Linked DNA regions of Rattus norvegicus: all the other regions are linked to region 4. The links are chromatin contacts, called in public Hi-C maps. All regions are on one chromosome and are shown on one strand. Each heading gives the region's core, a stretch centred on a gene start, on an enhancer-like site or on the middle of the called end of the contact. The rest is flanking DNA. Distances are from core to core; before and after follow the strand shown. Region 1 has its middle 300 kb from the start of Pik3r1. Region 2 has its middle 170 kb from the start of Pik3r1. Region 3 has its middle 240 kb from the start of Pik3r1. Region 4 has its middle 42 kb from the start of Cd180. Region 5 overlaps Pik3r1 (phosphoinositide-3-kinase regulatory subunit 1).

What was found. Hi-C and Micro-C count contacts between places; a contact is called where the count stands out from the background.
Region 1: a Hi-C map of liver shows a contact between it and region 4, with 12 times the contacts expected there. The contact joins two enhancer-like sites. A contact is called at or near these places in 2 of 12 Hi-C or Micro-C datasets (kidney and liver).
Region 2: a Hi-C map of liver shows a contact between it and region 4, with 5 times the contacts expected there. The contact joins two enhancer-like sites. A contact is called at or near these places in 4 of 12 Hi-C or Micro-C datasets (Schwann cells, frontal cortex, kidney and 1 more).
Region 3: a contact with region 4 is called in a Hi-C map of liver, with 4 times the contacts expected there. The contact joins two enhancer-like sites. A contact is called at or near these places in 2 of 12 Hi-C or Micro-C datasets (kidney and liver).
Region 5: a contact with region 4 is called in a Hi-C map of liver, with 7 times the contacts expected there. The contact joins two enhancer-like sites. A contact is called at or near these places in 12 of 12 Hi-C or Micro-C datasets (the A7r5 cell line, the Rat2 cell line, Schwann cells and 7 more) and 1 of 1 datasets of contacts at active chromatin or transcription factors (oligodendrocytes).

Annotation. Positions count from the first base shown.
Region 1 is chr2:34,999,327-35,002,026 of GRCr8, reverse strand. No RefSeq gene overlaps it. Among named protein-coding and RNA genes, the nearest start is that of Pik3r1, 300 kb to the right of the region's middle. Within about 2 kb of position 1,381, at least 2 of the 93 cell types and tissues checked have an H3K27ac peak or open chromatin away from gene starts, as enhancers often do. A contact at or near this core is called in liver, where this site is marked.
Region 2 is chr2:34,861,524-34,864,223 of GRCr8, reverse strand. No RefSeq gene overlaps it. Among named protein-coding and RNA genes, the nearest start is that of Pik3r1, 170 kb to the right of the region's middle. Within about 2 kb of position 1,268, at least 4 of the 93 cell types and tissues checked have an H3K27ac peak or open chromatin away from gene starts, as enhancers often do. A contact at or near this core is called in liver, where this site is marked.
Region 3 is chr2:34,932,543-34,935,242 of GRCr8, reverse strand. No RefSeq gene overlaps it. Among named protein-coding and RNA genes, the nearest start is that of Pik3r1, 240 kb to the right of the region's middle. Within about 2 kb of position 1,427, at least 5 of the 93 cell types and tissues checked have an H3K27ac peak or open chromatin away from gene starts, as enhancers often do. A contact at or near this core is called in liver, where this site is marked.
Region 4 is chr2:35,546,756-35,549,455 of GRCr8, reverse strand. No RefSeq gene overlaps it. Among named protein-coding and RNA genes, the nearest start is that of Cd180, 42 kb to the left of the region's middle. Within about 2 kb of position 1,260, at least 10 of the 93 cell types and tissues checked have an H3K27ac peak or open chromatin away from gene starts, as enhancers often do. A contact at or near this core is called in Schwann cells and liver, where this site is marked.
Region 5 is chr2:34,666,268-34,668,967 of GRCr8, reverse strand. The region is part of intron 2 of Pik3r1 (phosphoinositide-3-kinase regulatory subunit 1); the gene reads left to right. Among named protein-coding and RNA genes, the nearest start is that of Pik3r1, 30 kb to the left of the region's middle. Within about 2 kb of position 1,302, at least 18 of the 93 cell types and tissues checked have an H3K27ac peak or open chromatin away from gene starts, as enhancers often do. A contact at or near this core is called in Schwann cells and liver, where this site is marked.

The sequences.
Region 1 (2,700 bases), core at 132-2,631, 550 kb after region 4:
TTAGTGAAAACAGAGCAGGAATGTAGCTTGTAGGAAAATGAATGAAGCCCATGATTCCATCATGATCACTATAAAAACCAGGTAGCTGATGTGTCCCTATAATCCCAGAACTGCTGAAGAAGAAGAAAGAGGATCCTCAGCTATATAAGGAGTTCAAAGTCAGCCTGGAAAACAGGAGACCCTGTCCTCTCTCTCTCTCTCTCTCTCTCTCTCTCTCTCTGTCATAGACACAGACTACATGATAGATATATAGATAGATACATGATAGATAGATAAATAGATAGATAGATAGATAGATAGATAGATAGATAGATAGATAGATAGATAATATACAAAGAGGTGATAGAGACAGATGATGGATCAATGAATGATAGATGATAGTTGACAGCTAGATGATTGATAGACAGATGATAGATAGGTAGATAGATAGATAGATAGGAAGGAAGGAAGGAAGGAAGGAAGGAAGGAAGGAAGGAAGGAAGGAAGGAAACCAAAAGATGATAGGATACCTACAGGTGAGAATGAAGGCTTCTGATAGAAGGATCAGGGCTCTGCTCTGGCCAATTCTAGTCAAAGGATAATTTACCCATTCAAAATCAGATAAAATTACCTCCAGTTCTTGCCTGTTCTAAAAATCCAAGCATTTTTACTCTCAGCAAGGGATTATGATAGGGACGAAATGTTACTTTATTCAGTTGCATTTAATATGTAAAAGAGAAAGACTCCTTCCATATAAGTCATATGTCAGAGTTAAAGTGGAAACTTAAGGGTTCTTTGGAAAGTCTGCTGTGTTGTACTTTGCTGGGGCAAACACATGAAGAGGTGTTTTCCTGAAGTAGACACAAGCGAAAGGACATTCCACTAAGGCAAGTGTATGAAAGGACATGTGATGAAGGATTCTTTGCCAATTACATGCATGTATTGATCTGCCTTACATTGCATAGCTGAACTCCATTTGTCAGGATGCCATAGAGAAAAATGTACCAAAGAAACCTTTGATGGTGTGTCATGGCTTCTTGCCACTTCTGTGTATTTTGGCCAATTGGCAGAGTGATGTCAGTTGATACAGACTTACAAGCTGAGGCAAGACAAATAATGAGGCAAGACCCATGGAGGACAAGTAATGTTTGGAGGGAGTATAAATAGGACTTAACAGACAGTGACAAAGAGAATGATTCAGGCTTGATTAGGCTTGGCTTGCTGGTAGAGCTAGCTGTGCAATGCTTGTTGGTCTCACAGTTTTGCTGATCTTCATTTCACTGAGAGAGGCACAGCTAAGAACTTCTCCTGGCTTCCCTGTTGGTCCCTCCTATTGACCTGTGCTGATTCAGCTGAGGCCTAACTGTTCCTGCTAGGTCATGCCACTATTGCTGTTATCCCGACACTGCTGAACTGGACTGCTAGTATATCCATGAAGTGTTTGCAAGTGGATCAAGTTGCCACTGCTGACCTATGAACTGAACATTGATTTCCTGACAGTGTAGATGGGATTTGCTCCAAAGAACAATTTCTAAATAAGTTTGCTTCCCCCATAGTCTTTTACTCCCACTACGTCTGGTAGATGGTAGGCTAGAAGGGATGTTAAAGCATTTAAAAACTATCATTAAACGTAGGCTTTAAAAAAGTTAAAGTTACACAGAATAGCTAACTTGATGGCCATTCCAGGAGGAGCAATAACTTGGAACTCAAGCACACACACGCACATTCAGGTTCATGTGCAGTTACACACAAATACTTGTATATGAATGGGGAGGTTAGAGGTTAGAGGTCGCAGTTTAGGGAACAACTTTAGACTTTGTGCATAGTACATAGCTGTTTCTGCTTACTTGCCTCCCTAACGCTCATTTTTCACTGAACATGGTTCTCAGCAACTAGGAAGACTGGAGACACATGAGAACAGACTAGCTGCTGCATAGGAGCTCTATCTGGGTTTATCCCTAAAGCTGCAGAGGGAGCAACTGGGTTTTGAGAACATCTCAGTGGAACAAAACAGCCTGCAAGAAGTCTTGGATCCAGCCCACTGAAATCTCAAAGTTTTATTTTCCTCACCTATAAATTGAGACTAGTAAAATTCCTCTCTGCACCTATGTCTCATAAGGATGCTGTATAGAATAAAGAATTTTCCAATGCTTAGAATATTGTTATCCAAGTATACAGTCCTCCCTCAGTCTGCGTAGGGGACTGTTTCCAGGACCACCTACAGATACCAATATCTGTGGCTGCTCTGATCCCTTATATAAAATGAAATAATATTTGCATGTAGCCTGAACATGTCCTTCACAGTACACTAGAGACACTAATAAATAGTCATACTGCTGTAGAGGAATTTTAATCCAGCATCATGGCTGCTCTGGCAAGAGATCATATCCAAAGACCTTCTAGGTCTGTGTGACCCAGCTGGAATACAGACATGGCTTTAATCCCAGAAGACAGAGACAAACATATATCTGAGTTCAAGGCAAGTCTGGTACAGAGCAAATTTCAAGTAGAGTAAAGCTTATGTTCAGTCATGGTGGTACCTACCTTTAATCCCAGCACTCAGGAGATAGAGGCATGCAGATCTCTGTGTTTCGGTCAGTCAGCTGGGTTAAGGCAGTGAGTTAAGAGGCAGTGCAGTGCAGTGGAGTTTGTGGCAGTTCATGGAGTTCAGAGGCAACTTTTACAGGGATAGTTGTACGAAGGTTGCAGAGAGAATAAGCT
Region 2 (2,700 bases), core at 19-2,518, 690 kb after region 4:
GCTTTCTCTCTGTTTTCTTCAGACTAAGAAGTGCAGAGAGTGCACCCTGAGCCGGAGTGCAGTGGCGGTGAACAAGCGCTGGCTTGTCTCAGTAATGCACTGCTCAGAGGTTAGCAAAGGGAGACCCAAGAACGGGAGCAGATTGTGCTAATTCCCACACTCTTTGCCTCACTCTCCTCTAGCTGAGGGTAGGGGTACGTGTGGCTAAAGTCACGTTGCAGCCTCGCCTCGAAATGAGGGAAACAATAAGCTAAAAAGCTTCCAGCATAGACTTCCCGCATTGGCCTCCGAAAGTAGAAATGACTACAAGGCAGACTTCCGATCCCTAAAGGGGTTGTTGTGTATGTGAACACACACCACATACACACCATACACACCTACCACACACCATGCATACCACACACACACACACACACACACACACCATACTATACCTACCACATACCACACACACCACATACACCACACACATACCACACATACACACCACATACATATACACATACACCACACACATAAACACACACACCTCATAAACGACACACCCACCACATATACCACACATACCACATACACCACACACCCACCACATACACCACACACACACACCACATACACCACACACACACCACATACACCACACACACACCACATATACCACACACACACACCACATATACCACACACACAAACACACACACACCACATACACCACATACACTACATGCACACATACCACATATACACACAAACACACACACACCACACACACACAAACACACACACACCACATACACCACATACACTACATGCACACATACCACATATACACACAAACACACACACACACCACATACCACACACACACAAACACACAAACACCACATACACTACATGCACACATACCACATATACACACAAACACACACACACCACATACCACACACACACACACACACCACACATAACACACACACACACACACACACACACACACACACACACCATACACCACACATACACACCATCCCTAAAATAAAACTTCTACTGGATACAACTTACAACTGGGACACAGATCTGAACAGGAGACATGTTTCCTCACAACCTGGTTGCCTAGGAGTGTCTTCCTGGACCCCTCTGTACACCACTTCTGTAAATACCTTCAAGATACCCAGCACTCCTCAACACTGCCTCCTGACCCTGAGTACTACCCTGGTTACCAAAGAGTTAGATGTTCTACCTCTGTAAAGGCCACCCCTGAATAGTCTTGCTAATGTATAACTTATCTGTGGAGACAGAGATAAGAAGCCCCAATCGATAGCAGCCTGTGTATAGAACAAAGCAATGGCTTAAATACTAAAGGCCAGGAGCAGCTTGGACGAAATACAGAACTGGGCTTAGGCCAAAGTCTGGCGCTGCTGGTGGTGCAAAGAGGGCAGTTATTTGTGTGGTAGATTCACGGCGTGCACTGCAGCGTAGGCCATCAGCCCTCCTGACTGCCCTTAAGAGGTTTAGACATCCCTATTTGCATTCCCCACACAGCTCTAAGAAGCATCCTGAAGCTTGGCCACAAGCCAACAAGACTTGGAACACTAGGATTCAAGATAACCGTTTTTCTTTTCCCCCTGGTTCACAGTATGTCCGTATTTTTAAATTTGAACTCTCCTTCTAAGCAAGGGGAATTTAATTTTTCAAGCAATAAATTTTTATAGAGAGCAAGGTAAGGAAGTTACTGTCTTGTCTGGTTCTATCCAGCTGGGTGGGGTCTGTGTCCTCTTCCTACCACACTGGCCACATAGGGCATAATAGGGCTTATATACTGGGCTTAGTCTAGATGTAGGTTCTCAGAGCAGTACAGTTTATTGTCTTAATTTCTTTTCCTGTTGCTGTGTAAGATACTTCGGTAAAGGCAACCTAAGATAGAATGGACTTATCTAGTTCAGAGTTCAGGTTACGGTCCATTCTGGCAGAAAAGACACAGTGGCAGGAACCGGAAGTAGCTGGTTACATTCTGTCCCGAGACAGACCGAAAGCACAATGGACACCAGCATGGTGGTGCTCTCCACGCTTTCTCCAGGATTGGCCCTGCTCACGGTCATGGATCAGAACAGTCCTTCACAGACGTGCCTTGAGGCCTATCTCCTGGGTGACTCTAGATTCTGTCAGGGTGACAAGAAGCACTAAACGTCGCGTCTAGAGTAGTCGTTCTCAACCTTCCTAACGCTGTGACCTTTAATACATGTTGTTCCTCATGTTGTACGATCACCCCAGCCATAGCATTACTTTCGTTGCTACTTCATAAATGTAATTTTGCTACTGTTTTGAATCATAATGTAAATATCTATATTTTAAAATCATTTTAGGTGACCCAGGTGAAAGGATTGTTCAACCCTCCAAAACGGTCACAACTCACAGATTGAGAATTTCTGGCCTAGTGGTTGAAACAACCAAATGAGTCACAGTAGGAGCTCACCCTCTTCTTCCCTGCTTGTCTTGTGGGCCCTAGAATTTAGAGGGAGCTGGACTCACGGAAAGTTTTTGGGTGTGGCTTTGCTTTGGAAAACAGAATAAAATTTTAGGTTGTGTGTGTGTGGGGGGGGGTTGTGGTTGTTTTTTGTTTGTTTGTTTGTTTGTTTTGTTTTTTGTTTTTGCCAATTAGCAACAAGCAAAAATACCATGGGAGTGACACCAGTGAGGTCC
Region 3 (2,700 bases), core at 178-2,677, 610 kb after region 4:
GCATGTGACAACATGACCATATAGCAAAACAATAATAGTAGGTTCCCCATAGGGCATAAGACCTCACTACCTCCGGACTCTTTACTAGGTTTACAGAATCAGCCATGAGTTCCCTCCTGTGGGAGTGGACCTCAGGTCTAAGCAGAAAGTAGTTGGTTACCTCATCAAGCATTATCCTCCCCACCAATGGCCTGCCACTTCTGAAGATACAAAATCAGAACCCCTCTTAAGGTTACATCTCACTTATTTGGTGGGAAAGAAAGCTTAACAGAAGGAAATGAGATGCAGGAGCATGACTTCCTTATTATGGGAATGTTTGAATGGCTAGCCGGTATCCATGATGCCCTCCAACTGCTTCATTGTGGAAAGTGCAAGTTTGTTTTTCTTTAATTTTATCTGAGCAACTTGGAAGTCTAATGATTTCTTCCTAAACCTATTTCTACATTTGGCATTGACTTTATGTAGGAGTGATAACAGCTTTGAATGAGTGGGGTTTACATTTTTCCCTTTTTCATTATGACACAGTATTGCTAGCAATAAACAGACTCTTTTCTATTTCAATGGACTAGTGTTCATGTCTAAAGCTGGATGTGAAGCCTCAAGCTTATAATCCCAGAATTCAAAAGACTAGAGCAGAAGAGTCTCAAGTTTAAAGCCACCCTGGTCTACGTAGCAAGACCCTGTCTCAGACTTAGAAACTAACACAGTCAAACAGAGGAAGAAACTTAAATGCAAAACCTTAAAAAATAAAGGAGAGTGGTGGAAAAGAACAGAGGAAGAAATAGTAGAAGAGAAGGTAGTAGGCAAAAGAGACCAAGGAAGACCAGGAAGGGAAGGGGCATGTTTGAGAGGAAAGCGACGAGGACAAATGAAGAACAAATGTTGTTGAGAAGAGGTTGGATCTCCCAGGTGAAACAGGACCAAGAGACAATTAAAGGACAAAGCATGTGTTGGTGTGGATTTATTCCTGGAGGCCACAAGCATTACAACGAGCATACCTCTGGTTCTCTTGGCAGAAGAGTTGTTATAAGCCAGAGCTTGGTGTTCGGGAAAGAGAGAGAGAGAGAGACATAGACAGAGACAGAGAAGAAAGTACTCACTCTCCCAAGCCAGACCCAAGCATAACAGGACCAGTCAAGATGGTGACATCTAGCAAAGAAGAATCACTTGCTACCCCCGCTCCCCATCACTCACTAAATGCTTAAGAATCTAGATACTGGAATCACTAAAAATATCTAGCTGTTTCTCTTCAAATTTGGGCTGAGTCTCCTTTCGCAATACGAACTATGATCCTGCCAATTTCAAAGTTTACAGCTCCAGCTGTTGGGGAGTTATGTAAGAGCAAAAGTGATCAAAGGGCCTCAAGAATGCTCTTGGTCCCCTCCCCCTTGCTTGCATAACTGCTCAAATGGAATGGAAAGGCAGAAATGCAATAGAAGCATCCTCTGCCCAGCCTCTGCCTCTTACAGCCTCCTCTCTAAGGAGACAGGGGTACAGGGTACGAATAACTTTGGTGGGAAATTTTAAATGAGAAATTGTACTGGATTCAAACATAGTGCAAACATTCTCTCTCTCTCTCTCTCTCTCTCTCTCTCTCTCTCTCTCTCTCTCTCTCAGATAGATAGGTAGGTAGATAGATAGATAGATAGATAGATAGATAGATAGATAGATAGATAGATAGATAGATAGACAGACAGACAGACAAAATATATATTTGCAAAAAGGGGAACAAAAGGATTTAAAGATCCAAAAGAATAGGGAGTTAGTTAACGTTAGTTATTAATGTTTAATATACACATTAAAGTGAATAGGGAAAGCCCACCCGTCCTAAACCCTACAAAACGACAGACAGTTAACTAAGAAATGCTGAGAATGAGAAAAGTTGTCTTCTCCAGGGAAGAGCACACCAATTAATTGTCCAATCTCAAATGGTCAGCCCTGAAAGCAAACATCCAAGTAACATTGAACAGACTGAGCAGGTAGTATTTATGTATTCAGGAATGTACATGCATATACATATGCAATTGTGTGTGACAATTAATGAAAAAAGAGGTTAAAAGTTTGAAAGGGAACAAGAGTGGGTTTGTGGGAGGGTTGGGAGGGAGGAAAGGGAAAGGGAAACAATGTAAGCATATTGTAATCTCAAAAATAAAAGAAGTAATTAAAAATAAAAAGAAGTTAGAGCGAGTGAGATTTGACTTGCTACTTTAGATCGGCCCTCCTAACCTTACAGAAGATGCTCTGAGTTACTATATGCAGCCTCGTCTTCTTCTGTTCACTTCATCAGGTGTATTTGGCCTTCCATTTTTCTGGTCTTTATCATTTAGCAAACTGAGGAAAGGAGAATTAATATAATGGGAAGACGTCTCCACACGCTGGATATCCCAGCTTTCTCACTGGCCTCCACGCACACCTTTCCTCCTACAGCCTTTCCAATTCTGTAGAAACGTCAGGCTGTTTTCACTCTCTTACAGACCCACTCCAAGCTTAACATATAAAAGTCAATCTAGCCTGGCTTTCTTGTTGCTTCTGTGGTCTAGTACTTCCACTTTTCTCTTATCTGCCCCCTTTCCTGGAAACAGCATCCCCTTCTGAATCATGGCCATCTTTTCATACCTACGTCTAGTACCTACTTTTCCTAGGACATAGCATTGTCTCAGTTCTCTGAAATCTTTGTATTACGTGGTTTAAAAGGAGGCA
Region 4 (2,700 bases), core at 11-2,510:
TTTGTAAAAACACGTCTCCGTAATTCTACAGCTGTGCTTAGACGGTAACTGAATAGTAATGTTTTGATCACAGCTCCACAGATGGTGAGGCTCCAGAAGACACATGTCTCTTCAGTAGAGGGGCTGTGCATGAAGCTGGGCTTATCAGTGGGCTCTGAGTACTTTGGGGTGCGTGTCTAGACCTGTGTGTGTATATCTTTCTTTAAAATGGTCTCTCTCTGTCTCTGTCTCTGTCTCTGTCTCTCTGTCTCTCTCTCTCTCTCTCTCTCTCTCTCTGTGTGTGTGTGTGTGTGTGTGTGTATAAGTGTATATGTGGAGGCCAGAGAGGGTTTCAGATGGCCTGAGGCTGGTTATAGATGGTTGTAGGCTACCCTACTTAGATGGATGCTAGAAACCAAACTTGTGTTTTCTGAAAGAGTAGATAGTGCTCTTCTTGAACTATCTCTTCCTCCCTATATCTATTTTTCTACAAGTACACAGTTTCGATTCCAATGGAATTACTTAAATATCACAGTTCTTGGGTCACAAATAGGAAAAGAAGACTTTGGAAATGAAAAGTATGGCGGGCAACCGGTTTGGCACTGGAGACAGAAATCACATCATTTTTGTACCCTGTGCCCCTGGAAAAGGCATACGGTCATTCACCAGCTGGTTTACAGTAGAGGCAAAGCCAGAGTTCAGGCTTTTGAGTCCCTTCTCAGGGTCTTTCCAGATACTACACTGCCCTTCCTGAATGGCCTTTCTGCTGAACTGGAGGTCAGTGAGCTTTCCTCATGTGAGGGCCCAGGCACTAAACAATCAGGGCTTTGCAGGCAGCGCCGCTCTGGGGCAGCTACTCACCTCTGCGTGGAGTGAAGTCGGGTGTGGGAGACTAATGTGAACGATCAGGAACACGCTCTGAAAAGACGCAGTCCTAAACACAGGAGAGGCCCTGACTTTGGCCAGTGGGTCACCCTTTGTCGGTCCAAGTTTCATAGCAACATACGGCAAATTCCGCTTGGTGATCACCCAGGGGCCATTGGATCTTAGAGAATTAAAGTCTCCAGCCTGACGCTGAGAGTTGCTATGACATGGCGGTCCCCGCAGGACCGGGCTTCCTTCCAGGTTTTCATATGCACAGACTCCGAGTCAGCATCCAGGAGAGGGGGCCTGGCCCACTCTAGTTTCCAGAAGGAATCGAAAATTCTCTTCCTGTGCAGATAAAGGAACAATTATACCACAGGGGACTTACTGGAAAGTAAAGCAGGCTCACCAGGAAGCAGCAGGAATCTGCTTCTCAGTCATATTCTCTGCAGTCTGGCCCAGAGTCTGCCAGACCCGGAAAGGTCAGCTGGGATCACTGGCAGACTTGGAAAACTTCCAGAACCTTCGCTCGTGGGATGACGCACGGGGGTTTGTCAATTTCCGTGGCCCACTCAGGACTTCCCGTGGCTCATCCAGCTATCTTATCCTCTTCAGGTTCAAGCACACGGGTCTCTATAGTTTTATCCTCTGCTGTTCTGTCAAAGCTACGCCATTTACTGTGTACAAATGTGACTTTTGAGTCCTTTACCCCATGCTTTCTTTGCGGATTTCTTGTCGACGTTTGAGAAAGTAAAAAGCAATTGTCTTTTACAGAGAAGGTCAAAGCTAGGAGTTTGGGCGAAACCCAATGTCTATTGCAATGGGACTGGATGTTTATCTGTGTGCTTATGCATACGCATGCGTGCAGAAAGTTATGCATGAACCTCAGCTTGCCTGTTAAATTAGGTCACCTTTTCCAAAACCTCCACTTAGGGAGGGCCCTTTCAGCAGCTTGGGGGCTCCTAAATAGACGAGTGACTGCATCCTGCCTTGTTAATGTCGTCCCCAGGCATCTTTCCCTCTCCTTCTCTTTCATTTCTACCATGTAACATTATCGCGTGGCCTGTTTCAAATTTCTAAGGGACAAGGGCTTACAGAAGCTGGATGGCACTTTCAATGGGTTTAGTTATCTAAATCTTAAAACCTATATTCCATGCTCACCTGCCTCAGTTCTGGAGTGTCCACACCTGTCGTTGCACACGAGTTTCTAGTGTAACCAAGCCTTTGGAGTGGAAGTGGTTTTGGGAGAGAGAGGGGAAGAGTTGAAGTTATTGTTTTTCCCACGTAGCATTTTTTCCCCTGGGGATAGGAAGGCCGGGACTCGTGTGAGGCTGCAGAACCCAGAAGGGAAAAAGAAAAGAATATTTGATTATTTCTTCATAAACAACCAATTCCTTTAGCACCTGGCTGTGGTGCCTGCTGCTGTGAGGGGGATATCAGTGGCTTTAATATTCCTTTCATGGTGTCTTGGAATCAGTTTGTCTGCTATACCCAGCTCTGTGGCTTTCAGACCAGAGCCAGCCCTAAAAAAACCACGGCAGATGTAAAAGGAAAGTTTAGTCAGAATGCTTTCAGTTAAAGCCTGCTTCAGCAATTCTCCTGTCCCCATGGGGTTTCTGCACACAACTCTAGCCAGTCCCTTTCCCCAAGTCCCTGGATGAGGGACATATCCCTAAGTGTGCATGTAGGTGCTACTGTTCTTACATGAAGACATTTTGTAAAAAAGTTTTTAATGGTCTAATTTTGCTTGAATTGCCATTATTTTCAGTAGCATCATTGGCAAAGAACAACTCTTGAATATTAAGTAGAAGAAAAGAGGAAAAAATAACAAAGGAGAAACAAAAATCTCAAGCAGAA
Region 5 (2,700 bases), core at 53-2,552, 880 kb after region 4:
AGAAATATTAAGCGCAACTCAGTGGGCTTCATGGAAAAAGTTTTTTTCTAATTGCATATTTTATCTTGCGTCAAGTAGTAAATTAAATTTTTGTGGGTACAAAAAAGACTTTTAGCTCTAACCACAATCATAACTCATGCTAAATATATTAATGTTGTGTTGATTGGCTAACTAACTGCTTTGGGATAGTTAAACTGGTGAGACCTATTGTTTTGTTTTGTTTTTTTTTTTTTTTAGTTTTTCCAGTAATAGTGACAAAGCAATCAGTGTGCTCTGGAGAAATGTACTTGTTTGAATTGTTCAGATCAATACAAATGACTGGATACAACTCGAGGTAAAGAGCAGTGCTTAGACTGTGTTTCCTTTAAAATTCTGTCTGATGCTATTGCATTGTCTCTCCCATGGGTTTTACAGGGTTTCTGAGAAATCCAAAGTGGCAACTTTCTCAGCCTCTTACACAGAGGCAGAGTGGGTGAGCAGGCTCACTCACAGTTCGTGGTGGGATTAAACCAAGTTGCTGGCTTCAGGTTGACTCTCAGACTTAGCTGTTGTCTGCCGGATAGAAGACCACATCTCAGCGTCCTCCGTGTATAGCACTGAACAAACCTTGTCACCCATCTCGTTTTCTAGCCAAAGAGAATCCGTAGAACAAAGCAATCAGACAGCTCGAGAGCACTGGCCAATCTCGATTGTCTTTGACAGTTCTCTATTATAGTAAAAACAAACCCGTTCAGCAGCAGGAGCAGTTTTCTGGGAATTTGTACAAATATACTTTAGAGAAAAAAAAAAAAAAAGACAAACTGGTCGGGTTTTGCATCATTTATCATGTGCGAGTCCTTTAGGTCAGGTGGAAAGTGCATGGGATGAAGTCGTAGGGCCATCGGTGAGGCTGGTGCACTTTGGTTCCATGTCCCCTCCTGTTGGTCTTGCTTACATAGTGAACTTGTGAACGAGCCAGGCATTAAGGACTTCCAGTGGCATTCTTGGCCAAGAGTCCATCTTAGTCACTGTGAATTATTTGTTGTACGTCCTAAAGATGGTAATGTCCATACATAGCCCTGGCTTTCTCATCTCTACAGTAGGCTCACTGAGCAAGGATGAGCTGTGAGGGCGCTCTCTCCGTCACACCTCGAGTCCCAGAGGACCCGAGGATTTAAAGCTCATTGTTTAATGATAACACTCAAACCAGAAGGACACATAGAACACAGACACACACAACGCGTCTCCGACTTAAGTGATCTGTCTGAACCGGAGGAAAATGAAAGGGGTTGAAATCGCCCGGCCACAGGAAATGAAGGCCGAAGGCCAGTTTAAACAGCTGAGAACTGTGCGAAGCAGTAGTTCATGGGAGATAGCGAACACTCTGTCGCTCTCTTTGTGGGCGTTCCAGGAAGAAACAAAGTTAAATGACAGCAGAATTAACCATGGTTAGACCAGCTGCCTCTTCTAAAAATCGCTCCCTCACCTGAGAGGTCCCCTCCTTGTAGACAGAGAAGGAAGGTAGACAGAGCCCCCTGTGTTCTGTGGCAAAACGTGTTTTCTCCAGAGCTATGTGCACGCTCCCCCAGACACAGGCATGCCGGAACGGTTTAGTTTCTCAACACAGAGTCTTCATTTATCATTGAACAGAGTCTTGTTGCTTCAATGGTGCTTTCTTGGGAGTCTCTATGTCCTCCTTCGCCTGCTTCACTAGTGTCTCATTTTTTTGTTTGTTTCTTGTTTTGTTTTCCAGGACTACTCTTTTTATATAGTCCTAGGAGACTGACATTTACACACACTCTCCAAGCTTACCTTTAAACTCATGACAGTCCTCCTGCCTCAGCTTCTCTAGTGGTAGTTATTATAGGCGTATGCAGTCAGGCCCAACCATTTGTGCCACTTAAGTGTAAACCATTCCAAGGGCCATGGATTCTGTTAGGCAGAGTTTTGTAGACTTCGTGCTATTTCTTCAGAGGGCACAGTACTGGCAAAATCATGCCCAGAAATGCAGTTCTCTTCTGCCTTGTCTGTTTAGTCTATTTCTTTTTGAGGAAAACCTTCGTTTTTTTCAGAACTCCATTTTCCTTTACAAAGCCAGAATTGTCATAGCAAAATAACTTAAAAATATTTTGTTTTCTCGTTCACTAATTCATTATGAAGTAGCTCATTAGTTAAAAAAAAAAAAAAAAATGCAGGACCTTGGAAGGAAGAGGAAATGCTGGCCTGCTCTGACGCTGGTTCTCTTGCCCAGTAGAGGTCGCCATCTATTGGTCAAGGAGAGAAATAAACGAAACGTTTGGCCCACATTCCTGGTGGTATGATGGTCACAGGGAGGTTGTTTTGGTAAAGCTCTTGGCTAAAATGTATGAAAATGCACGACTCACTAGGAACCTAAAGCCCAGGGTTTTGACTGATCATAGACGGTCTCTGAAAGTCATGACAAGGAGAAGTGGCTACATAGCTCTTTTAAATGCATATTTCTTAAGACCGCCAGAATTCCACTTTAGTGAAATATTAAATGGAGTTTTAATTAGACAAATTGATGGCCGATTTTGTAACTCTGTGGTTGATTTGGGCTTCCTTTCTTTCTAGCCTCTGGAGTCTGGTGTTTCCTGCCTAGCTGACTCGAGACAGGCTCTGTAGAATGGGCAAACTGGTGACTCTTGATGCTGGGGTCTCGTTAACTTGACCATGTGCAAGGTTTAAGTAGTGGCATCTATG